Linked DNA regions of Mus musculus: all the other regions are linked to region 3. The links are chromatin contacts, called in public promoter capture Hi-C maps. All regions are on one chromosome and are shown on one strand. The core of a region is the stretch at or near the end of the contact, and the rest is flanking DNA. Distances in the headings are between cores, read along the strand shown. Region 1 holds the start of St3gal3 (ST3 beta-galactoside alpha-2,3-sialyltransferase 3). Region 2 holds the start of Ccdc24 (coiled-coil domain containing 24). Region 3 holds the start of Kif2c (kinesin family member 2C). Region 4 holds the start of Ipo13 (importin 13). Region 5 holds the start of Slc6a9 (solute carrier family 6 (neurotransmitter transporter, glycine), member 9). Region 6 holds the start of Dph2 (DPH2 homolog). Region 7 holds the start of Kdm4a (lysine (K)-specific demethylase 4A).

Region 1 (3,844 bases), core at 3-2,502, 950 kb before region 3:
AAAGGACCGGATAATCTCGTGCCTGGTGTAATCCCAGCTCTATGGGAGTTGAGGATTGAATTCAAGCCTTTGAATGTTTGAGGCAAACGTACTACTGCCAAGCTATACCCGACAGCCCTCTCTACTTTTTTGTCCCTAAGAAGAGCCCACTGTGGGATGGAGAGATAGTTTAGCCCTTAAGAATACTTTTCTGGGGAACCCAGGTTCAGTTGTCACTGTCCACTTGGTGGCTTGCAACTGTCTGTAACTCTAGTTCCAGGGGCTATGAGGCCTTCTGGGATACACAGGCACTGGGACATACATTCATGCAGACACTAAAACAAAAACAAAATAAACCAAAACAAAACCCAAAGATACTGAGACCCACAAAGTTGTTGAATGTTTAATCCTGCTTCAGTTTAGAGAGTAGTTAAGTACGTACCACCACTACCATGATTAGTTAAGTCAACCATTCAAAAATATTTTTGGCCTATTATAAGAAAATTCCCAGTTCATAAAAAGCTATGGGACTTTCCCAAGTCTCATAAAACTGGCCTGTGGTTTTGTTTTTGTTTTTTTTTTTTTTTCTGGTGCTGGGGATGGCCTGGGGCTTTAAACTTGCTCAACTTCAAAGTTGGGTCTGCCTTAGGCACTTCCTGGCCAGTGTAGTCTAGTCTGGGTTCATGACCCACCACAGCCAAAGACTGCACTTCAGCTTTTTGCCAAAGCAGAAACTTATGTCTTGTATACCTTGTATAAGATTGGCATCTGAGAGTGCCAAGTTATGTCCCCACCTCCTCTTTGGGAAAATTCTGTATTAAATTCTGCCTTAGGATAATGCACTCCGCTGCAGAATGAGGGCGCGACCTCCTGAACTGGGTATGTGGGGTGGCTTTGTGGCCTATCTGCGACCTTTCTTCGAGGTCACGCCTGAACTTAGCAGGCCTCTTACCCTCACGGGATTGGATAGGGCTTCAGAAGGCGTTCTAGAGGTTACCACCAGCGTCAGGGGCTGACAGCAGAGTGGTGAAGTAGGGACAGAAGACTTCCTCTGGGAAGCAGAGGAAACCTGACCGCAGCCGGGCAGCCCCACGCACCGCAGCTCCACGCAGCGCTCCTCCCAAGCCCCAGCTATAGCCCGGGGATGGGGAGGGGATGGATTCGGCCTCTGGCTTCCATTGGGTCTCCGGGGTCCGGGCCCGCCCAACCCTGCGGCGAAGCCTCGCATTGGCCTGCCTGGCGCCCCGCCCGGTTCCGGTGCTCCCATTGGCTGCTGATGCCCGACCCCCGGCGCGGCCGCCGAGGCGGACCGCAGGATTGGTGGTCCCGCCGCTGCGTCCCCACCATGGCGGCGCCCGTGCAGCTTGCCGCGTCCTGGGCTCCCTCTGGGGTCCCCTCGGCTGTCCCCGCTATTCGCGCTGCAATTGCCTCCGCGCTCTGCGTGCGCCCTGGCGCCACCCGCCCCCGGCCTCCCTCTCTGCTGCGGTAAGGCCTGCCCTGCGTCCCCGAAGCAGCTCTCGGCCGCCGCGCCCCTCCCCCGGCCAGACCGGCCCGAGCCGCGCTGGGGACCAAAGCCCGGGCCCGGGTGGGGGCCAGGCCTGCCAGAGGGCCGCGCGAGCCGGGCCGAGCGCGCCGAGGTCACCTGTGTGCAGTGTCCCAGGCGCGCGAGTCTGAGCGCAAAGGAGGGTCACGGTCACCCGGGACCCGCTGTGGGACAAGCGCAAGAAAGTCCGGGGAAAGCCTAGCGGGAGTCACCAAGAGTAGCGGTTGTCATCTCTGCCTTCCCCGGGGCCAGATCCTCCTCGGAGCGACCGGGTCAGTTTATCAAAGTACGTCTTCTCGCTACCCTTTCTTCTGGAGTGCTTCCTCATTGTCTTCTCAGTGGTCTTGTTTGCGAGAGAAAAGCTTAGTGAGGACGGTAGATTTGGTTAGGCGGATGTCCCACAGATGTGTTTAGACTCCTTTTTACAGTAGCACCCATTTTTATGATTCCTCAATAAATTTAATTTTTGTCTGTTTCTCTAGAGTACGGGGAGGTGGTAAAACTGAGTCACTGTAATTAACCTAGGGAGTGACCGATGAAGGGAGCCGGCTGCTATCCCAGAAAGCAAAGAGTGCTTAACACATTTCTCTGAGGTCCTTTGAATTATTAGCACTATAGATAATGGGCTGAGAAGGAAGGAAAAGCCACGAGTTAGAGTTAGGTTCCTGACATGTAGCACAGTAGACATCATGACAATTCCACTTGTGTCCCTAAACTTTCAATTAAAGACTCAGAGGAATTGGATCCCGGGGTAGTAGGTGCACACCTGTAATAGCACTCAGAAGCTGAAGCAGGAGGATTGCTTCAGAGGCCAGCCTGGGCTACATAGAATAATAAAACCGTGTCAACAAGAGCCACATAGCAAGACCCAGTCTCAAAAGACTGAAGAAAGGAAAAGAAGAAAGATTGGAGGATTAAAAATTGGAGTAAAACCTTATGACCAGATGGGAGTTTCATATAGTCTCCTAAAATAACAGACATTTTGAAATATAAAGTGGTGTTGGTTGCTCCATTTCGCTAATCTGATGTCTGTGTCTCCTAACAAGTTATTAATGATGAAGCAAAGCAAGTGTGTTCCTAGAGACTAGTGAGCTTGCTCACACAGTCAAGCGCCTACTGAATCCGTGTTATGTTTTGTGCAAGGTGTAGACTTGAGGGGAACTTGGACAATTAAATTATGGAGATTGTTCTCTGGACCTCTGTAGGATGTGGAAGTGAAGCACACACAGATGAGAAACTCAGGGTGTGGCCTCTAGAATTCCAAGAGGAGACGGGAGTGTGTTTAAGGAAGATTTCATGGCGGAACTGAAGTTTTTTGAGTTGAGCCACAAAGAGTGGAAAGGCTACCTGGAGAGGAAGTGAGCCAGTGAAAATCCAGGATGCGGAAGATGGCAGAGGAGGACTCGATGCTGTGTGTGGTTCCAGGGCTTTCTTAGCAGCAGAAGAAAGGGAGATGAGGTTGTACAAAAGACAAGTTGGGGGCTGGGGATGTAGTTCAGTTGGTAGGGTCCTTGTCTAGCATGCAAGGAGCCCTATGTGATCCTCTGCACCTTGTAAAACCAGGCATGGCGTCACAGGAGGATACCAAACCCTATGTTCGTTCCAAAGGCCGGAAGTTTGAGCGTGCCAGAGGCCGAAGGGCCAGCTGAGGCTACAAAAACTAACCCTGGATCTTACTCTTAATAAAAAAAGCTTTGAATGTTGGAAAAAAAAAAAGAAGAAGTTCAAGGTCATCTCTAACTACACTGTGAGCTTGAGGCTAGCCTAGTGACCCTGTTGTAAACAAAAGCAATCCAATGGTGGGTTAGAGAAACACCTTTGTCCTATGGGGATCAAAGGCTAGACCAATCGCCATGAGGACCTGGACCCGGCAGGAAAGATACCATGAGTAGCACTTAGATGGGGATGTCACTTCTGTAGCTGCCTTGAGCTGGAATCCACGTTGCCTCTTGCTTTCAGTTACCAGCCAGCTTCGTGCAGTTAGTGACAGGTCCCAGGGCTGCCACCACACTGCTCTGACATTGATTTTTTTTCAGCTCTTACAGTCATCACACAGGTTGGGGCCTGGTGTTTCTGGGAATTGCCCCAGAATCCCCTGAACATGTGTCCCCCCTCCCCCTTCTGTTAGACCTCACCCACCGTTACAGATAGGCACGCCACTTTTCCGGCTTTCAGGGCTCTCTATTGGGTTAGGCCGAGGGCAGCCTGGCATCTGCGGGTTATTGGCATGCCCTTTGTTAAAGCCCTTTCCAGGTCCCTTCATCCATTTGTTTGGTTGCTTAAGCTCCAGGTGTTTGCATGTGTTGGCTTTTTATGTCTTAA
Region 2 (3,665 bases), core at 79-2,578, 690 kb before region 3:
GGCCTGACCTCCAGCCTGGCTGACAGCTGCTCTAAGGGTTGTCCCCAAGACTGTGACTGTGAGCTGTTTTCTGAGTCTAATAGACAGCTGCACCTAGAAGTTCCAGCATTCACTTTGAGGGGCGTTTGGGCAAGCCCCACTTATGGCCCTCTCTGGGGTCAACCCCTCTTCCTGTCCTACTTTTCCCAGCCCAAACCTCCTCACTTTTAGGGTTGGGCCAGCCCCTGCACTGCCTCGCGGAGTGGCCTGGGCTAGGTCACTCCACCTCTCTGTGCCTCAATTTCCCCACTCCCCTCGAGTCCCCTAGGGCCTGAAAAGGTGGGAGGTTTGACTAGGGGGCAGTGTCTCTTCCAGGGGGGAATTCCTCAGATCTGGAGACCCCTCATGCTTCCAGGGGAGGGGAAACCTTTTTCATTCAACATTGTAGGGGGCAAGCTTTGGTGAGCCACCTACTGAGGAGCACCCCCAGGAGGGGACCAGAAGGGGTGCTGTGTTGTTTCCTGGGACCATGGGGTTGACCTTTGCATGAGGGACAGGTGGGGCCTGGATCAGTCAATGGATCTGGCCTCCCTCCCTTAGAGAGGAGGCAGGAGCCCCAGGGCCTGCTCTGTTTATATGTTGCACAGAAACTTGTGTGGGTGCTTTAGTAAAAAACGTTAACGGAGCAGCCCCCTTGTCTGTCTGTGAACGGGATCTGGATTCCCGAAGCTAGTTTGTGTTGTGGGAGGTGACCTGGCTAGGGTCTTCTAGTAACTTAATAAATTTCCTAGCCCTGCCACTTCCACTGTTACAGGGAGAAAGTTTTATCTTGACACTGCTTTCAAACTAGTAGGGATAAGGAAATAGCGGACCAGTGGGGCCAGATTTCTCAGCTCTTCTCCCTCAGAGGCAGAAAGGTGCCCTGGGATAAGCACAGGGTGCTTAGCCACTGCGGGCAGGGGCAGGGCCTCTTTCGAGGGCTGATCCCAGGGCACGGATGGTTTCCCAGGTGACCGACTCTTAGGAGGGGAGGGGCTAAGGGCCGATTCCCACAGCCAGGCTTCCCCCAGAAGAGGCAAGGACCCCACACCCTGAAGGGTCTGCTCATAGTAGGCCACCAAAAGACAGCACAATTCTGGTGTGGGGACTTTGGCAGAAAGGGGCGGGGTATCGATGTCAGCCGGAAGGGCTTGGTGGGCGTGGCTCTGGTCCAGAGCAACCATCGGTCTCCCAGGAAATCTAGCACTCTGACCTCCGGGCCTGTAGATCTGATCAGGAGGCCGCGACCCATGCAGGCCATGCCCGGGGACTCCCCAGCACTGTGGGAGCTGGTGGAGGAGCATGTTCCACTCCCGGAGCGGCCTGAAGTGAAGAGGATTCTGGGGGAGGCAGCAGTGGACCTGAGTCTGGAGTTGCGAGAGGAGGTGGGAGTCCGGTGGGTGGGGGTGGGCCACATTCCTAGTGATCACAACTCTAGTGATTTCCTACCACCACCAGGTCCCTAACCCTATTTGGTGATACCGCCCCCCCCCCCCCCAACACCTTGTTCTCACTGCCTGCCCTTGCTCTCTGTTTAGCTCCTCCCATCCCTTGGCAACCCTCAACCAACACACATTAAACCCGTCCCCTCTGCCCCAGTGGCAAGGTACCCCAGCTCTCCTTACAGGTGGCGATGCTAAAGGCGCTGCTCCAAGAGATCCAGTCTTCTCAAGTTTCCAACTCTGACCCTCCCTCCCTACTGGCACCACCCCCCCTCTTGAGGGACCTCATTCGCCAAGAACTCCGACAGTTACTCCAAGGCCTCCGCCTTAAGGCTATCAGTGAGGGCAGGTGGGATTCTCAGCCATGGCCTCCTTGCCGGGACACCAGATGGGCTGCCCCTGATAAAGAGCCAGGGTGACCTTTCCTGGTGTTTCCTGAAAGGAGGTCCTCAGGTCCCTTCATGCACATGCTTTCAGGGACCAGACCCAGATGTGGGCCCAGTATAGTCCCAGGGTCCTTCGCTTTGCCTTAGAGGATACCAGGTGTGACTCAACACAACAGGAACTCCCGATGAGAGCTGATGAGCCCAGGTAAAAACAGAAGACTCTGCCCAACTGGGGCTGGACACTGTTATAGCCACTTGTGATAGGGCTCGGCACATAAAGGCTGAAGTCCTTAAGGGGACACCTGCCCAGCCTGGCGGAAGGGAGTAGTTTTCCAAGCAGATAAAATGGAGAGTTTTGTAGGCAGGGGCTGGAGGGAGAACAGGAGGCCATGTCCAGTGAACAGTTATTTTCAGGCCTAGCAGATGAGACCAAAGGCTTGGGCTGGAGGTACAGGAAGAGCTGGGAGGAGGTGACAAATGACATGCTCAGCTGGGGACAGAGAGGGATTAATGTCCTCATGTGCACAAGTATACTGTGCCAGTTTCTTATTCAAATCCTCCCACAATCCTATAAGCTGAGCATTGTCCCCAGCTTTTCAGGTGACAGAATGAACACTCAAAAGGACAATTTCCCTGAGGTCACACAGTGAAGGTGGCAGAACTACCAGGTGCAAGCCAGGGCTCTGGGGCTATTGTTTGCACTGTTAGGTGGCCTGCCTGAGAAAAACAAAAGGCTCTAGAAGTGGCATTTGTTCCCTGAAGGGCTGGAATGAACAACACAGAGAGGGTGATGGTAACCTCACCTGTCAGCACCTGTCCCAGGGACCTCACTGTCATCAAGGACCAACTGAATGTGTCTAATATTGACCAAGTTGTCAGACACCTGAGGTGAGGCTTCAGGGCACCTGAGTGTATAGATTGGGGGCAAGAAGACAGGAGTGGAAATTAAGGGGCTGGGACTGCCAGAAAGGGGTAGTGTGCCAGGTTGGTAGACTCTGTGTGTGTGTGTGTGTGTGTTGGGCAGTTAGTGGGACTGCTACAAAACTAGCAAGTAGCCAATTACAGGAACCAAGAGGGGTCAGGGCCCTAGGATTTCAGCCTGGCACAAGGGGAGCCAAGGGAGGGTTATAAGCAGGCTGTAATATGGGGCTATTGGATGAGCCACAGGTCCAGTGCCAGGGTAGAAAAGGTAGTGCTTGTGGGGGTGCAAGACTGAAGTAACTGGGAACAGTGGGGGCTGGAAGGCAGCACCCCAAGGGCAATGTGCCTGAGGATGGAGGAGCTGTCTTGGCTCTGGAGGTTCTGGAGGGTGGGGCCATGCAGTGGGTTCAGCTGGGTAGGTCCTGCCTCACTGGCTCTGGCTGTTTGTGCTCCTGTCTAGAAGCCTTCTGGAGGAAGAGTGTCACATGTTGCAGAACGAGATCTCTGACCTGCAGGTGAGCACAGCCCTTGGCCTTCCCCAGCTTCTCTGATTAGCAGGGACCATGTTTGTGTGTCTATATGTATGTGCATATCAAGGTTGTCTTATGCCCATTTCTCCTATCAGGCCATGATTGGCAGTCCTAGACTAGTCCACTTGATAGCCCTAGGTCTCCTGCATCCTTTCACCTAAGTCTGAGAGCATGCCTAGCTGCTATCTTACTAAGCTTGGCTTTCCGTAGGATATGATATCATGATTGATAGGCCAAGTGGCTTCATGGTCTTATTCCTGAGCCCCATATTCAGGCTCTTGGTCTCTAACTTCAGGCAGGGCCACTGAAACAGCTCTCTCCACAGCACTGTCTGGAAATGGAGCAGATGCAGGCTTGCCAGCCCTCTA
Region 3 (4,004 bases), core at 156-2,655:
TCTGCCTGCCTCTGCCTCCCGAGTGCTGGGATTAAAGGCATGTGCCACCAAGCCTGGCACTATTCTTGTTTTTAATGTAACTACATTTAACTTGTTTATTTAGTATGTGTGTGTGTGTATGTGGTGCATGCCATGGCACATTTGTGGAGGCTTTGGGGAGTTCATTCTCCTACCATGTAGGTCCAGAAGATCAAACTCAGGTCTTCAGGCTTGTCAAGGTTGGATAGACCAAGGGCTAGACACCATTTACACTATACATATCCTCCGCGGGGCGGTGGGGGTTCTTGGTCTGCATAGGTCTGCATACTGGGGCAGTAATGATGTGGTTCAGTGTAAGAACGTTCCCCTAGAAGCCGGACAGTAGTGGCACATGCACAAAGTCCTGGAGTTAATACCTAGTACTACGAAACAAAAAGACATTATAAATAATGACAAAAATCAGGTATGGTGATTCATGCTAATTCCAGCATTTAGGCATTGTAGGCTGCTTTTCATTGCCAGCATCTTTTTTTGTTTGTTTGTTTGTTTGTTTGAGACAGTTTCACACAGCCCACTCTGGCCTCAAACATGCTGCTTAGCTAAGGTTGGCTTTGAAATTATTCTCTTTTCTTCATCTACAGGGAGCTAGGATTATAGGCATGATCTACCATACCCCGCTTCTCTTGTGTTCTGTTTTGTTTTGTTTTTCTAGAAAGGGTTTCCCTGTGTAATCTTGGCTATTCTGGAACTCAGGCTGTAGACCAGACTGACTTCGAAGTCAAATTTGCCTCTCTCTAGTGGTAGGATTAAAGGCTCGAGTCACCACCGTATGACTTCCCCCGTGTTCCTAATAGGAAAAAAAAAAAAAAAAAAGTTTCACGGACAGGAACCATTCGTCTTGTTTATTCCACTATCCCAATCTAGCACTATGTCTAGCACTAGCATGTGACTATTTTTAATTGGTGTCTTCGAAATATTGTATACATTTCAAAGAGAAAGCAATCATCAAGAAACCAGGATTTGAACCCCTGTCTGTAGAATCACAAGGCCCTCACTGAAACATTATACATAAGTTTCCTAGTCTTACATAAAGGCAGAAGTTCGACCTGGTAGCGGGAGGGTAAGGCCAGAAGCCATAAAACCTTCCCATCAGCTGGGCGTGGTGGCGCACGCCTTTAATCCCAGCACTCGGGAGGCAGAGGCAAGCGGATTTCTGAGTTCGAGGCCAGCCTGGTTTACAGAGTGAGTTCCAGGACAGCAAGAGCTAGAAAAACAAAACAAAACAAACAAACGAAAAAACCAAACAACCAACCAACCAACCAAAAACCCTTCCCATCAGTCTCAGAGCTCGGGAGCCCGGCCACGCGCCGGAAGTCGGAGACCAAGACTACATATCCCACATTGCTCTGCGGTGCGTCGCACTGGTGACGTTGTAGGGAGGCTGGCGCGCGGGATTTAAACTGCAGCGGTTTAGGCGTTGTTAACACAGCGCAGTATTAGCAGAGTCGTGGTTTCCAAGCTTCTTTCATTTGTGTTGCCTGTTGTTGTTCCTGAGTCCATGGAGTCGCTTCACGCACGCCTGTTTCCTGGTCTCTCCATCAACATTCAACGCAGCAATGGTGAGGGCAGGGTCTTGAGGCCAAGGGGACGACCCAAGAGCGGTGAGACTGCCAAGATGGTTATCTGAATCTCCGTGTGGCAAAGCTTTGGGATACTTTCCCTTATTCCACACTGAGGGGGTCCATGTCACTACACTGGCAGTCGGTGTCCCCTACACAGGAGGAAAACGCTACTTTGGTTGTGGGTCCCTTGCCTGCTTTCTGAGTGTGGGCGGAGCACGTCTGCGGTTATTGGTGCGCCTAGCTAGGTTATAGCGATTGGATGCATTTCCTCTGAACCTGTTTTGCTTTGTTGGACCCGCGGCTTCCTCGGCCTCCTGAGTGCTGGGATTAAAGGTCATGCACTACCACGCCCGGCTTTTTTTTTTTTTTTTTTTTTTTTTTGGCGTTTGTTTTGGTTTTTCAAGGAAGGGTTTCTCTGTGTAGTCCTGGAACTCCTGTAGACCAGGCCTCGAACTCACAAATCCCCTGCCTCTGCCTCCCAAGGGCTGGGATTAAAGGCGTTGCACCACCACTGCCCGGCTCAACCATCTGTCTTTATTAAGCAATTTCTACAGGTCTAATAACGGGTCATTCATGGACTAGCCAACCACTGCCAAAAATGGACCAGGGAACTCCAGCGGTCCAGCTCTTTACTGATGTGTTCAGGAATAGCTCCTCCAAGGAATGTAGTAACTTACTTGCTCAAATGAATCTTCATTCTGTTGGAGCGGTGATGCAATTTTATCCTATGGAGCTGGGGTTTAAGGCCCATTCCCTGTTCACTTCCACTGTGGAATGGTCTAAGGGTGAACCCCACTAGAATTACTAACTAGCATTTGTGTTTTGTTTTATTTTTTGAGACAGTTTCTCTGTAACAGGGCCTTGGACCTGGACTTGCTTTGTAGATCAGGCTGACCTCGAACTCACAGAGATCCACCTACTGTACTTTGCAAGTGCTAGGATTAAAGGCATGCACCATCACAGGCCTAGTTCTTTGGTGTTTTGTTTGTTTGTTGCTTTTTAAATTTATTATTTTATTTTATGTTCATTGGTGTTTTGTGAAATCCTCTGGAAGTGGAATTACACTTTGACAACAGGGTTTCTCTGTGTAGCCCTGTCTGTCCTGGAACTCACGTTGTAGACCAGGCTGTCCTCACTCACAGAACTCCTCAGGCCTCTATCCCTGATGTATTGGGATTAAAGGCAAGGGCCACCACTGCCTGGCTGTTTGTATTTTTTAAAAGAGAATTAAATTTTCCCTTCCGGAGCCGGGCATGGTGGCTCATGCCTTTAATCCCAGCACTCGGGAGGCAGAGGCAGGCGGATTTCTGAGTTCGAGGCCAGCCTGGTCTACAAAGTAAGTTTCAGGACAGCCAGGGCTATACAGAGAAACCCTGTCTTGAAAAACAAAACAAAGCCGGGCGTGGTGGCGCACGCCTTTAATCTCAGCACTCGGGAGGCAGAGGCAGGCGGATTTCTGAGTTCGAGGCCAGCCTGGTCTACAAAGTGAGCTCCAGGACAGCCAGGGCTACACAGAGAAACCCTGTCTCGAAAAAACAAACAAACAAACAAACAAAAAAAAACAAAAACAAAACAAAACAAATTTCCCTTCCGAGGTAAATGTAAATTTGAAGTCTTTAGGATCCTAAAAGCAAAGTGGAGAATAAAAACTTAAGTTTGGCCAGGCAGTGGTGGCGCAGTCAAAAAAAAAAAAAGAACACCTTAAAAAAAACTTAAGTTCTTAGGAGACACATGGATAACTTCTGACCTTCTCATACATAGGCTTAATTCACCCCGCCAATATAAGCACAGTGAACGTGGAGAAATCCTGTGTTTCGGTGGAATGGATCGAAGGAGGTACCACAAAAGGCAAAGAGGTAGGTCCTCTGAGGATGCTTGTGTGGCATCTCCCATGATCCTGTGCAGAGCATCTGTGTGAACCGGTGACAGCCCAGCCTAATGCTGTGCTATCCTCTCCAGTCTTAAGAAATGGTGCTCCCTGGAGACATTGGGATTCCTTTTAGTCAGATGTTCTAAATTGAAGCAATTAGCCATTTCTGGTTTGTCTATGGAGAGCAAATTGCATCGAACCCTAACCAAGGCTCTGCCCACTCACCTAAGCTTGAGTCCTGAGTACACAGTACCAGTGTCAGTTTGGGTAACAAAATCTGCAACCCAGGAAAGGAAATGAAGGTGTGGTTTTGACAAGCCTTCAAGGCATAAAGCCGCTGTTAATGGATGGCACAGGTGAGCATCGTAAGAGCCGCTCCAGGTTGGGACTTGCAGGGATCGTGAGGGCTTAGCTGAAGCAGTACGGTGGCATGCCTCAGCCAGAGGGCAGAATGACAGCACTGGCCACAGGCAGAGCAGACTCAGCAGGCGATGGCAGCAGGAAAATGCCTGGAAAGGGATGGGAGGAAGGCA
Region 4 (3,609 bases), core at 732-3,231, 730 kb before region 3:
ATTTGGTCATGGTGTTTTGTTACACCAATAGAAACCCTAAAACGGTTGTGAACCACCTTGTGAGTGCTGGGAATTGAACCCAGGTCTCTGGAAGAGCAGCTGGTGCTTTTTTTTTTTTTTTTTTTTTCCGAGACAGGGTTTCTCTGTGTAGCCCTGGCTGTCCTGGACTTCACTCTGTAGACCAGGCTGGCCTCAAACTCACAGGGATCCAATTGGCTTCTTTAAAACGCTTAAAACATTTTCTTTTTTTCCTTTTGGACAACGATTTGCTGACTCATTGTGATGGATGGACTTCCTCTAGCAGCCAAGTGAGTCCTTCTCCTTCCCAGGCTTTGAGGATTCGTCAAGATCTTGTCAAGTTTCTTCGACCTTCTCTGGCCTCAGCAGCTACTTCCAGAGCCAGCTTCCTCCCTTAGAGCACAAGTGTCACCTGGTGTGGTGGGACACATGTAAAGCCCTGTATAGTGACTCCAGCTCTTGTCTTAATCTGTTTCCTCCCCAGGTTTACAAAATTGCTGCTCCTCCTGACGGTATGCCAGCCCTTCTTATTCTTACCCAACTTTGCTACTGCTAGAAGGCTGTGTTGGGAAGAGTTTAGTCAATAAGGAGAGAGAAGCCATATAGTAAGCCCAAATTGAGCTTAATATAATTTATCTAAAAAAAAAAAGTTTTAGGCTGGGCATGGTGGTACATAACTTTAATTCTAGCACTTTGGAAGCAGACACAAGTGGGTTTCGGTGAGCTGGAAGCCAGCCTGGTCTACAGAGTTTCAAGATAGCCAGGGCCTCACAGAGAAACCCTGTCTTGGAAAAAAAGAAAAGAAAAGAAAAAGAAAGATCCTTCTGTTTGAAATCATTTCCTTTCCTGCTGACAGGAGTCAAGGAAAGAAAAAGTTGAGCATGGAGAGGAAGTGCCTGCTGGGAGCAGGGCTTGCCTTCCTCCAACCTCAATTTCCCCATTTTAGCTGAAGACAATGAATAAAAATACCCACTCAAGCCCGGGCTACATAGTGAGATCCCCGCTTGAAAACAAAGAAGGTGGAGGATGTGGTTCAGTTGACAGGGTGCGCGGGAGGCACAGCACTTCAGACACCCATCTTGGTGGCACACTCCTGTAATCCCGGGAGTGCTGGGATTAAAGAGGTACACTCCCCACCCCAAGGCAAGAGACTCCATCTCAAAACAAACCAACCCGCCACAGCAGAATAGAGAGAGAACAAAACCTAAGGTAAAGCCATGAGCTATTCTTACTTGAAACATAATGAAAACCTTAACGATTTCCCTTCTCCTCCTCGTTTCACACACACATACACGCGCGCGCGCAGAATAATATGATTTCCCGGTTGCTCCCGAGCAGATCCACAGTGCTTTTTTTTTTTTTTTTAATTGTGGGGCACCAAGTAACTCCTATCTTTCCTCTTCTTTAGCGGGTGCTGATGGTCACCAACACAACCAGTTCCCTGTGCCTGAGCGCCGACCAAACGTGACCCTCTCCCCTCCATTCTTGGCTTCCAACTCCACCCAAAGGCCCCATGAATCACGTCTTCGCAAGAGTTGCACTCCTAGGCAATGTGACTGAGCAAGATGGTCCTCTGCCCTAAGCCGAGAATAGGATAGGGTTCCATAGGACCCCCAACCCACGTGCTCCAAGCCTCCCTCCTCAGGAGCCACCTTCCGGTCCGACGAAAACTACATTTCCCAGGGTGCATAGAGGCGGGTCCTTGCTTCAGGCAGGGGCCCCTGGCGGTGTGCCGTTCCGTCGCCTGTTCGGGGGCGCGCGAGCTAGCACGAGGACAGGGCCAAAGACCCGGAATGAGTTTCCGCGTAGTTCCGCCGTGCCGTGTCTCGATGTGCTTGGCCGTGCCGGGCCAGGACAAGCGTGGGTGGGGGCCTAAGTTGGTGGTACTGGCGACAGGCGCTCGGGACAGCCCGAGTCTTGCTGAGGTCCCCGCCCCGTCCCGGCCGGGCCGGCCTGTCTGTCAGTCACTGGGGCGGAGGCAGCGACCGTAGCGGGGCCAACGCCGGGAGGCGAACAGATCGCGGGCCAGGCGAACGGAGGGGACCTATCTCAGTCCCCCAACTCTACCGACTCTGCCCCAGACTCACGAAACTGCAATCCCGTGCTTCCTTGGACGTCTCCGTATCTCGCGAAGGGCTCTCTCCCGGGTGATCTCCCAGCCCCCCTGACCTCATAGCATCTAGAAGCTCGTCCAGACTGGGGTGTTATGGGTACAGGCCGTTGATTCTGTGACCCCTCACGGGCCAGGGCCTCTGTTTCCCCTATAGGCCTCCCTCCCCTATGACTTTTGATTCAAGGGACAGAGCTGTGACCTCCCACTAGGACCCTTGTCTGGGAGTACCTCACGGACGCCTCCCTTCTGGGAGCCGCCTTAGCGGGTCCCTTTCCGAAGAGCACATCTTTTGACCTCTGCAACCCACTCCCCCTCCAAACGAGGTGGGCAGGCCTCGGCAGCCATGCCCGCCCTGGGCATCCCCTCATCCCACCACCTCCCGGGTACTCAAGCCGGGGTCTAGCAGGGGGCCGACAGCCAAAGGGCTGGGGCAAGAAAGAGATCAGGGTCCACCTCCCTGCCAGGCAGGGAGCAAAGATGGAGCGGCGGGAGGAGCAGCTGGGGGCTGCAGGGGCTGGAGCAGCACCAGCCTTGGACTTCACTGTGGAGAACGTGGAGAAGGTATGAGGGCCTTGGGGTGGGCACTCCAGTGACAGAGCAGAAGTTCTGGGGACTGACACTAATGCCAAAGCTCAGACGCGGGCTCAGTGCCCGCTGGGATGATGCCCCCAGAGCACCTGGTATTTACCATCTCTCTTGGGCAGCCGGCTTGGACAGCAGTGTTGCAGTGCCTAATGGGCTATTTTGGGCTTTCTGTAGACACAGGTCCCCTTTCGGATAGATACTCTAGGATCTTAGGTTGTTCCCTGTAGGGTGCTGAAGGGTTTAGACTTATAACCAAATCGGCTCCTGCCCAGATCCAGGAGAAAAGCAGGCGGAGTTCTGGAGGGAACCAGAAACTCACAAGACCTGCCACTCAGCCACCCCCACCCCCACGTTAGAAACCACACGGATGCTGAATGATCCTGGACCCGACTCACTTTTTTTCAGTCAAAGGCTCACAAAGATATCTGGAGCTAAACCCGTCTGAGTTATATGTTCATTTATCTTCAGAAAGGGTCTTTTCCTTATTGGATGGAAGTCAAACCGGTCCTGGACAGGCAGGAGTGTGCCTGGCTCTCTTGTTTTGTGCTGGGTCCAAGGGGCTTGGCTCTGCTGGCAACTTTACAGGGCCCTTCCTTCCTTACCTGCCCACATGGCTTTCTGCCATGGCCTCCTTCCAGACTTCTCCATTGCCCAGGCCATCTTTTTCTATTCTATTCTTCTCCCAGCAGCCTGGAATGCAGGAATGCACCCGCCCCACCCCCAATACTCCCAAGGATGATCCGAGAGGTAGGGGTATCCTACTGGATAGCAAGGGGCAGTCATAGAAAAACATTTGTTGTTCTTGAGGCTTGTTTACCTAACAAATGTTGAGAACACATATCTTCTTGTTCGGTCTCTTGTCTCCTTTTGCTTCCTTGAGTGGCTGGCTGTAC
Region 5 (3,663 bases), core at 350-2,849, 650 kb before region 3:
TCAGGATAGCCAGGGCTACGCAGAGAAATTCTGTCTCAAAATACAAAACCAAAAAACAAGAAAAAAAGGAAAAAAAGTAGAACAGGCTTTGTGAGGGAGCTATCATAGAGTGCTAGGTGGGTACGCGGCTCCTTTAAGAGTGACTAGCGAGGGGCGTGGCCTATGGAAAACAGACCCGAGAGGGGGTGCGGCCCCTTTAAGTAGCTGCCCGGCCGGACTTGAAGGCCCGGGACGGGCTGGCAGTGTGGGGCGCGGTCACTTTTGGAGTCATGGCACCGCCCGGAGTGCCCACTTCCTCGAAACGAGACCGGTTCGCTTTAATCAGTGTGCAAGGTGTGTTGGGGGGCGGGCGTTACATCAGCCACCACGTGTGCGCCTCTCAGCTGGCGTGGAGGATGCCGCCCCGCCCCCCGCGGTGGAAAAGTACCCGGGTGCCGAGGTCTCCGCCCCCTTGCCCCGCCCCCGCCCGTCCTCGGCCCCTCCCGGGTCTGCGGGCAAGCCCCCTCCCGGCTCGCTGGCCTCAGCTCCGGCCCGTGTGTGGCTGCCTGCTGCGGGGTACAGGCTGGGAGCAGGCGCTCGGGAGCTGCGGGAAACCAGGCCTCACCTGTGGCCGCCCGCACTCGCCGCAAGCATGCCCAGAAGGAAGGCTAGAGTGAAGGCTCGAGTGGCAGGGCGTGGATTTTTTCCCCCCAGAGTAGCAGTCCCCCAAAACCACTCTCCGCCCCGCAATCCCTTCTCAACGCTGCAGCCACGCGAGCCGCGGACAAAAGAGAACCGGAGGGCGCTGGGGTTCTTCCTCGCTGCTTCCCAGGAACCGCGGGCGCGCGGGAACCGGCACCCGGCGGGCGAGTGGGCGGGCAGATTAGGAAGGCCGCCGGCTGCGGCGCCCAGATAGATAGCCAGCACGGCTGGGAGAGGAGGTGGGGCGAGAGGCTGCACGCGGGGCACAGACCCCGCTGCCGGCTCCCGGCCGCGGCAGACCCACTGGCGCCCCAGAAAGACCGAAGACGCTCTTCGGTTCCGGCGCTGCGCGCACAGCCCCGTACCAACCACCTCCGACCGAGCCGGCGTCGGCACGCAACGCACCCCCTCCATTCCGAAATCACCCTCCCTCCCGTCTGCTTTAGTTCCTTGGTGACAACGATGACACACAGACACACGCACCTACCCAGACCTTCGCGGCGAGACAGACATCCCAGTGCGAGCACTCACACTCTTAGCCACAGATACCCGCAAGCAAACGCTATCTCATCCACGCACCACACACACATCCATACACATCCTGGGGCTCAGCCTCCCAGAGTCACAGAAACGCCCAGAACGACGGCTGGACAGACCTAGGCTCGGGCCGCAAAGCCCCCTTCCCCCAGCTCTCTTACCATACTGCTGCCCCCGGCCCAGGCGTGCTGGGTCCGCACCGCGGTGCGCCCAGGTGGCTTTCTTAAAGGGAAAGTTGCATCAGCCTCCCGAGGCTCTCTGCAGCCGCCAGTCCTCCCGCCCCGCCGCGTTGCCTGCCGCTCCTCCAGAGCTTGTTGTGTTTTGGTTTCGGGGAGGCGGGGGCTAAGAGTTTGGTGAAAGTTTGGAGAGTGAAGAAGGCTTGAGAAACCTAGCCAAGTCCCTCCCCTCCCTGAGCGGCTCCCCTGGCCGCCCTCCCCCGCCCTGGTCCCATCTCCTCCCTCCCGCGTGCCGACTACTCAGACTCCTCCTACCAGGGAATAAGATTACAAGTGGCTCTAGTTTTCTGATGATTGATCCTCACGAACCCCTGGGAGTGGGGCTCGGCAAAGGAGTCCCCTTCTCCTTCGCCTCTCTGCCCTTCAGTTGGGACACTTGGAGGAAGCAGATGTCCTCCCCTTCGGGCTAGGCTTGGAACGAAGCCAAAAGGCCTGGGGCGCTTTGGGGGGCTGGGGCTGCAGTTAGCCCGCCAGGCCCCTGGCCTTCTGCGCCTGCGTTCCCCCTAGAGAGACGTCAAGAGCAAATTCCGTTCCCTTTGCAGTAGCGCCGCTAGAGACTGTGGGCACAGCTGAGTAAAGCCTGGGGCCCACTCCTTGGAATTGCAAGGCTGGGGAGCCCTTTCTCCCCGAATTCTCCACCACTGATTTGATCAGCCCTACCTGGTTAGTTGTGCCACAGAGCCTACCTACTTCAGGTGCCTGGATTGCAGTATCTGCCAAAAGATGCTTTGTTGAGCCTCAGTTTCCTCCTCTGCAAAATGGAGAGAATGACTTAAGGAAATGCATACCCACGTGAAACTCATTGCTCCAGATTGGCAGTGGTGCCTAGCAAATGGAACAGGCTGCCACATTTGCTTACCTTGAGCAAGCTGCCAACCCTCTATCAAACCAGACAATACTGATTGCCAGAGGACTGCTGTTGCTTCGCAGGTGCTCTGCAAAAGGCCCTGGTCTGGAGAGGCAGGCTCCGGATTCCACTCTGTGCCCCGAGTTCTCACCATTTTCCGGCCAGGAAACTTGCTTGTTTATTGACATCCAGTCTCCAAAGAGCAGGCGCATCCATGTCAAAGCCGCGCACAAGATCAACTGGTGTGAGAAGCCACCTTATTAATTTATAATCACTGAAAAAGACAGCAGCCAGCACACTCCCTTCAGTTGGGCCTCTCTCTACCCCACGGCTCAACCACAGCCCTTTCCCAGAACTACCTTCTTATATACTGCTTTCTGCTGTCATGGAACTCACAATCTGTTCATTCTCGAGATTTGGTCAGATCTAGGAAGGCACTTATGTCCCTTTTGAGTTTGCCCGTGAACACAGCAGTTATAAGCCTGCTTGGGGTTTATAGTCTCCCACGAACTAATTACCAGAGTTTTGTATAGAGTAGAGAGGGGACACACACGCAGATCTACCTAAGCAATCTGTTGTGCCTGTGGGCTTTTTTTTTGGGGGGGGGGATTTGAGACAGGGTTTCTCTGTATAGTCCCGGTGGCTGTCCCGGAACTAACTTTGTAGACCAGGCTGGCCTTGCACTCAGAAATCCGCCTGCCTCTGCCTCCAAGGGCTGGGATTAAAGGCGTGCACCACCACCACCTGTGGCCTTTAACTTTGCTTATGTAGAAGTTTCTGGGAGTCTAACTGTGGGTCCTGCAGCAGGCTGTGTAGTTGTGTGTGTGCTCAAGTCCTGGATCTGACCAGATAGTATCTAAACACTTCTCATCTTCCCTACCAGGACTTGGGTTCCTCTACAAGTTGTTTATGGTCTCTCATAGCCTGCCTCCTCTTTAGATTATCCAAAATGGCTCCTTCCCAAGACAGATGGACAGGAGGCTCTTGGGAGAAGCTGCCAGGTAAAGGGAAGGTTGGGGCTGAGGGAGGGGCTTCCATCTAACTTATAGGGATGCGATGGACCTAAAAGGCATTAGGATGGTTCTAAGAAAATGTTTAAAACTTTATTTTGAATTTTGAAGTTTTCTTTCTTTATTCTCTTTACATCCAGATTTCAGCCCCTCCTGCTGGTACCCCCTCACACACAGCCCTTCTCCGCTCCCTGAATTCTTTTCTTTCTTTTTTTCTTTCTTTTTTCCTGGAGTCAGCATCTCACTATGTAGTTCTGGCTGACATTGTTCTCACTATATAGACTAAGCTGACCTCCAACTCAGTGATCCACCTGCTTCTGTTTCCACAGCCCTGGGATTAACAGCTTGTATG
Region 6 (3,415 bases), core at 414-2,913, 710 kb before region 3:
TAAGGGTTACCTAACGTTGCCTGTGTACCCCTAGCTCTCCCTCTTAGCACCTTTAAGGCAGATCAGATCAGTCCGTCAGGACCACGGACAGCGCACGGCAGCCGGACTTCTTCCTTTATTTTCTCAGCTGTAGTTCTGTCTGCCCTGCCCTTCTGGTTACCCATCAGTAAGATCAGAAGAACGGGCTGAGTTCGCCCCACTCCCATCCATGACATCTGAATCCACTTGCTGGATGGGGTAACTGCATCCCATCCTCTGATCTTCCCCAGCTTTTGTACTGATTCTGCCTTTCATTCTTTTCCATCCAGTGTCTTCCTCAGCCAGCTAGTAGCATCAGTGTCTTCCACTTCATTATTTATCCCGCTCCTCAGTCCCAATTAAAAAAAAATGTGTATGTGTGTATGGCTGAGTTTATATCTGCGCACCACCTGAGTGTAGTTGCCTGCAGGTATTAGAAAAGGGACAAAAAAAAAAAAAAAAAAAAAAAAAAAGCTGGGCGTAGTGGCGCACGCCTTTAATCCCAGCACTTGGGAGGCAGAGACAGGCGGATTTCTGAGTTTGAGGCCAGCCTGGTCTACAAAGTGACTTCCAGGATAGCCAGGGCTATACAGAGAAACCCTGTCTCGAAAAAAAAACAAAACAAAAAAAAAGGAAAGGGACCTCCTAGAACTGGAGTTGCACATAGTTATAAGCCACCATGTGGGTGGTGGTAACTGAACCCACTGCAAGCACAGCAAGTGCTCTTAGCCACTGAAACATTTCTCCAGCCCCGTTAGTCCCATTCCCACAGTCCTGATTTCTCAGCTCTCCTGGAGGATGCAGAGATGCGCCACATGTTTTCAGTCCTTTTTCCCTACGGCATCACGTGAAGAGAGTCTTCCTCTCCCATCCCTCCTTATGATAAGAAGTCGTGTGGGAGAATGTGGGATGTAGCTCAGCCAGAGAGTCGTTGCTTTCCATGCACGAGGCCCCAGGTTCAGTCCCAAGGAGGTGGGGCGAGAGAATAAATTCGGGCTCTAAAGCCCAGTTTCTAGAACCAGCAGACATGGTTTTGTTTTTCTTATCTATATGGGATAATTCTTGCTTCTAATGATGAACTGGTGAACTTAGCAAGGGTCAGTGTTTGGTTGACAGACCGTGAGGACAACAGGTTGTGGGACAATTCTCTAGCAGGCAAAGTAAAGGACATAGAGACATTTTACGATGTCTGGCAGTAAGTACCTGCTCACAAATATTCAAACCCAAGCTGTGGGCACTGAGTTGGAAATTATGCAGTACTGGGAGATCCAGCTCGGTCACACAGCAAGACCCTGTTTCAGATTCTGGGGGCTGTGAAGATGGCTTGGTGGATTAGGGAGCTTGCAGCCAACCCTGAAGAACTGAGCTGTATAAGGACCCTTGCTCTCACTGTATGTATATACGTGCACACGCGCGCGCGTTTAAATATGATCAGCAGATAGCGCCTGCTCACACTGAATTAGTGACTTAGAAATTAGAGGGCACCGGCAGGCTGGCCTTAGGGTATCCGGGAAGAAGCTTTAGCCAGTGGAACCACAACACCCACAAGGCTTTGCGGCACTTCCGATTGGTCCTGAGTGAGAGGCTAGTGATTGGTTCTCTGTGGGAAGTCCTTGAACCCGGAAGTAATCTCCGTAGGTCCATGTGTAGTGGAGAGCCGGGAATTTGGAAGCGTACGGTTTGGATCCTAGGACCCGAGGACAGGTTGGTCCGGATCCACAAACAGAGCTGCTGTGACCTCGAGGACTTTTGAGGGTGCAGCTGCATCTCACCCCACCCAAGCTGCGCCCAATGGAGTCTACGTTCAGCAGCCCTGCGGAGGCAGCCCTGCAACGGGAGGCGGGCGTTCCAGGACAGTTCACTCCTCCTGAAGACCTGGACCGCGTGTATGAGCTGGAGCGAGTTACGAAATTTGTCTGCGATTTAGGTTGTCAGCGGGTGAGGTCTGGTTCAGAGAAGGGGGCGCGAAAAGGGGGCGCGGGGCGCGGGCTCTCCTCTGGGTATGGGTTGCGGAGATTGGGACTTTGGGTCGGGATCCGCCCGTATCGCACGGATTACCCACAACTCTGTGGGGCTGGCTGCCTCCTTAGAAGTAGGGGCTTGGGATGTTTAGTGGGTTTTTTTGTTTGTTTGTTTGTTTTTTTGTTTGTTTTTTGTTTTTTTGCAGAGGCTGTTGGTGGAGGAGTGAGGTTGTCGCTGACTTGTGGCTTGTATTTACAGGTGACTTTGCAGTTCCCTGACCAGTTACTAGGAGATGCGGGAGCGGTGGCTGCCCGGCTGGAGGAAGTCACAGGAGCTAAGATGTTCATTTTAGGGGACACAGCTTATGGCAGGTATGGGGTTTCCCAGCCCACAGTGTCTGCCTCCAGTGACCGTGTTTGCACGATGAGAAGCTCCTGATGCCAGCTTCCCTCAGTCACAGTGAATTCCTAGCTTGGTGCCATTTTCTCCACTGGCCACATTTCCCATTGATGACAACTCTTCTCTCCAGGTAGGGAACACCTCTCACCAATGCTCTCTCCCCTGCAGCTGCTGTGTGGATGTGCTGGGCGCCGAGCAGGCTGGAGCTCAAGCCCTTGTGCACTTCGGTCCTGCCTGCTTAAGCCCCCCAGCCTCGCAGCTGCCCATCACCTTTGTCCTTGGTCAGCGACCCGTTGCTTTAGAGCTCTGTGCAAAGGCCTTTGAAGCCCAGAACCCAGATCCGACAGCCCCGGTGGTACTGCTGAGTGAGCCAGCTTGTGCCCATGCCCTAGGTGAGAAATTATACCTGTGAGGGAAAGAAGGGTGGGTCCACAGCTTCATGCCTTAATTCCTCCTATTTAAGCACACTTACCTAGAGCTCTTGGCCTCAGTTGGCCTGGCTTGTCCTTTAGGGTCACATTGAGGCATCTGGGGATGAGACATCTCTTACTTTGCCAGACTTCAACTCTGATGCACCTCTTTCAGAGCCTTTGGCCATGCTCCTGCTCCCAAAGTACCAAGATCTGCTCATCTCCCGCCCAGCTCTTCCCCTGCCAGTGGGATCCCCGAGCTCACAGCCTGAGTCCCTGGAGCGTTTTGGGCGCTGCTTCCCCCTGAATCCAGGGAGACGTCTGGAAGAATATGGTGCCTTCTATGTAGGGGCTTCTCAAGCAAGCTCGGACTCCAGCCTTGATCCCGACCTGAGCAGACTGCTCTTGGGTTGGACACCAGGGCGGCCCTTCTTTTCCTGTTGTCCAGATACAGGACAGACACAAGACCAGGGTGCCAAGGCTGGGAGACTAAGAGCACGAAGACTGTATCTCATAGAGAGGGCCAGAGATGCCCGTGTGGTTGGGCTGCTGGCAGGCACATTAGGTGTGGCTCGACACCGTGAGGCACTGGCACACTTGCGGAAACTGACGGAAGCTGCTGGAAA
Region 7 (3,721 bases), core at 664-3,163, 1.0 Mb before region 3:
TTGGGGTTTTATGTTGTCCATGCTGGCTTGGAATTTGCTATGTAGCCCAGGATGTCCTTGAACAACTTTTTTTGTTTTGTTTTGAGACAAGTTCTAAAATGTACCCCTGGCTGTCCTGAAACTCCTTATGTAGACCAGGGTGGCCTCAAGCTCACAGAGATCCACCTGTCTCTGTCTCCCAAGATCTGTAATTAAAGACGTGCCACCATGCCCAGCTATGAACTTCTGATTTTCTTGCCTCTACCCCTCAAGGGCTAAGATTGGTAGGCTTGTGCCATGATGCCCACATATCTATCTCTGTATCTCTCCCTCTTATATATAGAGACAGGGTTTCTCTGTATAGCCCTGGCTGTCCTGGAACTCACTTTGTAGACCAGGCTGGCCTCAAACTCAGAAATCTGCCTGCCTCTGCCTCCTGAGTGCTGGGATTAAAGGCGTGCACCACCATGCCCGGCTGCATCTCTCCCTCTTAAGAAAGAGTCTTACTATGTAACTCTGGTTATCCTGGAACTACCTATTCCAGGCTGGCCTCTCATTTTTTTTAAAGCACCCTTTTCATCAGATATGTGCCTAGATATTTAACCCATAGCATTCTATGAAGTATCTCCTTTTAGTTAACATTGGTAAACTCTTGCCATCCATCTCAACTCTCCTGAATTTGTTCCCCTTGAAAAATCCAGGCATGGACGAGAAGTTGTTTAAAAACTTTTTTTTTTTTTTTTTTTTGGTATTTTTTGAGACCGGGTTTCTCTGTATAGCTCTGGCTGTCCTGGAACTCACTTTGTAGACCAGGCTGGCCTCAAACTCAGAAATCTGCCTGCCTCTGCCTCCCAAGTGCTAGGATTAAAGGCATGTGCCACCACCGCCCAGCTTACTTTTTTTTTTTTTAACCTATTTATTTAGTGTGTTTGTGGCGGCGGTGACACTGCAATCCACTAAAGTCAGAGGACATCTTGTGAACTTGTATTGATTCTCTCCTTCAACAGCTTACCTCAGATCATAAGACTTGTGCCTTTCCTCTCAGTCATCTCTCTGTACCGAAGGGTTGGTTTTGAAAGCAGTTCAAACACAATACAACTCTTCTTCCCGGTGCTATCGGGAATTTTGCTCATGTTTTATGCCCTAGTGAGTTCTCCTCCTTATTTGACTTATAAGGGTGTTAACCTCTCTTTCTTCATCGTCCTTGACAATCTGGGAACTCCTTAAGGCTGCTCACAGCCTCTCAGGAACTGCTCCTAATGACTTCTAGGGATCCTGTTCGGCCCCCTGAAGTGCCTTTAATGATTCTTAGAATCACCCTGTTCGCTCCAAGAGCTGCTAATGACCCCAAATTTTCGCTCAAGGGGAGCCGCTTTTAAAAAGCCTCAGGGATATCTTCCTTCAGGATCTGTCCTAATGACCCCCCAGGGCTCCTTCTCCTGGAGCAGATCTTTACCTAACCCGCCTTGCCAGCAGGCGAGGGGCTTCTTAGAGAAGAGAGTCAAACTGAGAGTACTGGGCAAACTTGGACATGCTGGTCACGTTCTCTGAACTCCTTGACTTTAGAAACTTTCCCGGAGGTCTTCCATCGCCTTTATATCTTAGGCAAAGGAGTTACTCCAAGAAAATTAGGCTTATCCTTTCGCTAGAAACATCCTATAACCACCTGCTCGCCCTTCCCCATAACCGGCTAGCCCATTTCAGGGTATTCGCTTCTTTCTACCCAGCTTAACTATGGAGATCTGAGTCAGCCTCTGATAGGCTAACTCTGGATCCAGCCCTGATGCTCAGTGGCCCCAGTCCCCGGAGGCTCAGCGTTTTCTCCTGGCAACAGCTCGAGACGACGCTCATAGGCTAAGCGGACTCGTAGTTCCAGACGCCGAGTCGGTGTAGTGAGTGTTCATTGGTTAGCTGAGGACCTAAAGCCATTCTTGGGTTGGTTGACTATGGGCTCTGTGAGGCTGCGCAGAGTCAGACTTTAAAGGAGGCGGAGCTCTGTCTTTCGCCCTCAAGAAAGACAGTGGGATCGGCGAGTGGCGACAACAGCAATCGGGCCTGAGCCCTGCTAGGGCTTTAGGCTCCAGGTGAGAGCCATCGGGTTTTGGATTCCCCAAGGGGTTGATGCTGCCAAAACCCTTGGCCGTGAGCTCCAGTGGGGGAGGGTGGTGAGGTGGGTCTTTCTGTGCTCTGTGATCGACATGGGGTTTGAGCAATAGAGAAAGGAGCTTCTAAAATAAGTTTTGCGATTGGTTCTTTCCAATCTCTAGTGGCCAATGGGCGTCGGGAGAGGGGGGCGGGCCCACTGGGCCTTATTTTCTTCTTCCTGCGGCCGGGCCTCCCTCGCCTAGGCGGTGGGGCCGGGAGGGGCAGTGTCTGTAAGTGGTGTGTGGGGACACTGGGAACCGGGCTGCCTTTGGAGGGATGCCGCGGGGGTGGCTGCGGGGGCGGAGAGTGCGGGAGTTTCAGGTCACTGTTAGCAACAGCTGCCTTTATGGAGTGCTTACCGGGCCTAGCGTTTAGGGCTCGCTTGCATCATCTAAGTTAATCATACGATCCATCAAGGCAGGGGTTTGGGGTCCCCATTTTGCAGGTGGAGAAACTGAGACTCATCCAGTCCATTCACACAGCCAAGGTGTTAAAAAGTGACAGAGATCAGACCGGTATTCAGAGTTTTCACTCTAGAGCCGAAGGTTTAGCTCCCGGTACTCTTTGCTTTGTTGCTGAAGGCGGACGGGAAGGTGCCCCAGACCAGATTTCCCCAAGGGAATAGATCGCGGGAATGGAACCCTAGAGTTAAAGTAATGGGATGATCCGCTAAAGTGAGCAGAGGATATGAGTTATTCAGCAGTTACTGAGTGCCTACTTTGTGGCGAGCATTGTTCTAGCTTCTGGACACACAAAGATAAACAGAGCTAGAGGCAGATGAAGCAACATTGTGACCACCTTTGAAGCCCAGGGGAGGAGCCCCAGTCTGATATTTATGATACCTTTTTGTAAAAATTTCAAAAGTAGAATATATTGAAAATTTCCTTTTAAAAGGAAAAGTCTCCTAAATTGAATAGGCTTCAAGTTCCTCCACACTTTCAGAGAAGTCTTAGTTCATGTAAGTATTAGAGCTGAGGTAGCAGAAAGTGGTAGAAGATGCTTTAGAGGGGGCACTTTGGATACATTTCCTGGTATGTAAAGCAGGGATAACAGTATATCTTTTATGCAAAGTTAATGAAAAATGCCTAGCCAGAAATCCCTCCCTTGGAGTGGAATGGAAACCCAAGAGTTACCATGACAGGGTTTCTGTTTAATGCCCTGGAGTTTGCCTCCATGCTGCTTCCCAAAACCCATGCTAGGTTGTGGGCAGGTTGTAGGCAGCTTTCTCCTGTATAGTGAGTAGGACTGCCAGTGGCTTTGAGGAAACAGAACTCCTGGGCTGTGAGTGAGGAGGTCCAGTGAAGGACATACCAGTTTTGCTTCTAAACTGGCTCCTTTTTAGCATGCATTGTCTTTTTCTGGTTGTGGCGATTGTGGCGATCTGTTGTATTACCAACACTGGGTTTAGGCTCTGCCCACTTACTTGAGGACCTCATCCAAAAATGTCTATGTATTTTCTCCCGGCAGTTGGGGAGTGTGCCCTGTATTGCCAGCTCATTGCCTGCTTTCAGTGCAGTTGAGCCATCGGAGTTCATTGAGTACTGCTGAAACCATTTTGATTTAGATAGAAGAGTTTCCCTTCAGTGTTTTAAACTCC

What was found. Promoter capture Hi-C pulls out the DNA fragments that hold promoters and counts their contacts. Capture Hi-C pulls out chosen DNA fragments and counts their contacts.
Region 1: a contact with region 3 is called in a promoter capture Hi-C map of pre-B cells, with 2.9 times the contacts expected there. The contact joins the promoter of St3gal3 here to the promoter of Kif2c in region 3. A contact is called at or near these places in 3 of 39 promoter capture datasets (the C10 cell line, hippocampal neurons and pre-B cells).
Region 2: a promoter capture Hi-C map of liver shows a contact between it and region 3, with 2.6 times the contacts expected there. The contact joins the promoter of Ccdc24 here to the promoter of Kif2c in region 3. A contact is called at or near these places in 2 of 39 promoter capture datasets (liver and stem cell-derived epiblast-like cells), 3 of 115 datasets of contacts at active chromatin or transcription factors (astrocytes, cardiomyocytes and craniofacial prominence) and 1 of 9 other capture datasets (pancreatic islet).
Region 4: a contact with region 3 is called in a promoter capture Hi-C map of pre-B cells, with 2.2 times the contacts expected there. The contact joins the promoter of Ipo13 here to the promoter of Kif2c in region 3. A contact is called at or near these places in 2 of 39 promoter capture datasets (the HPC-7 cell line, HPC-7-derived erythroid cells and pre-B cells), 2 of 115 datasets of contacts at active chromatin or transcription factors (embryonic stem cells and memory CD8 T cells) and 2 of 9 other capture datasets (adipose tissue and liver).
Region 5: a promoter capture Hi-C map of pre-B cells shows a contact between it and region 3, with 2.2 times the contacts expected there. The contact joins the promoter of Slc6a9 here to the promoter of Kif2c in region 3. A contact is called at or near these places in 2 of 39 promoter capture datasets (liver and pre-B cells).
Region 6: a contact with region 3 is called in a promoter capture Hi-C map of pre-B cells, with 3 times the contacts expected there. The contact joins the promoter of Dph2 here to the promoter of Kif2c in region 3. A contact is called at or near these places in 5 of 39 promoter capture datasets (the C10 cell line, HPC-7-derived erythroid cells, liver and 2 more) and 6 of 115 datasets of contacts at active chromatin or transcription factors (astrocytes, bone marrow-derived macrophages, cardiomyocytes and 3 more).
Region 7: a promoter capture Hi-C map of adipose tissue shows a contact between it and region 3. The contact joins the promoter of Kdm4a here to the promoter of Kif2c in region 3. A contact is called at or near these places in 1 of 39 promoter capture datasets (pre-B cells), 1 of 484 Hi-C or Micro-C datasets (embryonic stem cells), 2 of 115 datasets of contacts at active chromatin or transcription factors (embryonic stem cells and stem cell-derived neural progenitor cells) and 1 of 9 other capture datasets (adipose tissue).

Annotation. Positions count from the first base shown.
Region 1 is chr4:118,132,354-118,136,197 of GRCm38.p6, reverse strand. It overlaps St3gal3 (ST3 beta-galactoside alpha-2,3-sialyltransferase 3), which reads left to right and starts at 1,252. Exons shown (of 12, transcript NM_009176.5): 1 at 1,252-1,808.
Region 2 is chr4:117,870,133-117,873,797 of GRCm38.p6, reverse strand. It overlaps Ccdc24 (coiled-coil domain containing 24), which reads left to right and starts at 1,328. Exons shown (of 8, transcript NM_001034876.1): 1 at 1,328-1,403; 2 at 1,618-1,809; 3 at 1,938-2,051; 4 at 2,609-2,734; 5 at 3,228-3,282; 6 at 3,623-3,665. The coding sequence starts at 1,652. B4galt2 (UDP-Gal:betaGlcNAc beta 1,4- galactosyltransferase, polypeptide 2) reads left to right here. Exons shown (of 8, transcript NM_017377.5): 8 at 1-798.
Region 3 is chr4:117,180,025-117,184,028 of GRCm38.p6, reverse strand. Kif2c (kinesin family member 2C) reads left to right here and starts at 1,405. Exons shown (of 20, transcript NM_134471.4): 1 at 1,405-1,598; 2 at 3,363-3,457. The coding sequence starts at 1,538.
Region 4 is chr4:117,913,371-117,916,979 of GRCm38.p6, reverse strand. It overlaps Ipo13 (importin 13), which reads left to right and starts at 1,981. Exons shown (of 20, transcript NM_146152.3): 1 at 1,981-2,692. The coding sequence starts at 2,609.
Region 5 is chr4:117,833,194-117,836,856 of GRCm38.p6, reverse strand. It overlaps Slc6a9 (solute carrier family 6 (neurotransmitter transporter, glycine), member 9), which reads right to left and starts at 1,599. Exons shown (of 14, transcript NM_008135.4): 1 at 1,380-1,599.
Region 6 is chr4:117,890,251-117,893,665 of GRCm38.p6, reverse strand. It overlaps Dph2 (DPH2 homolog), which reads left to right and starts at 1,663. Exons shown (of 6, transcript NM_026344.3): 1 at 1,663-1,956; 2 at 2,239-2,351; 3 at 2,548-2,771; 4 at 2,965-3,415. The coding sequence starts at 1,810. It also overlaps a transcript of Ipo13 not described here.
Region 7 is chr4:118,178,235-118,181,955 of GRCm38.p6, reverse strand. It overlaps Kdm4a (lysine (K)-specific demethylase 4A), which reads left to right and starts at 1,913. Exons shown (of 22, transcript NM_001161823.1): 1 at 1,913-2,063.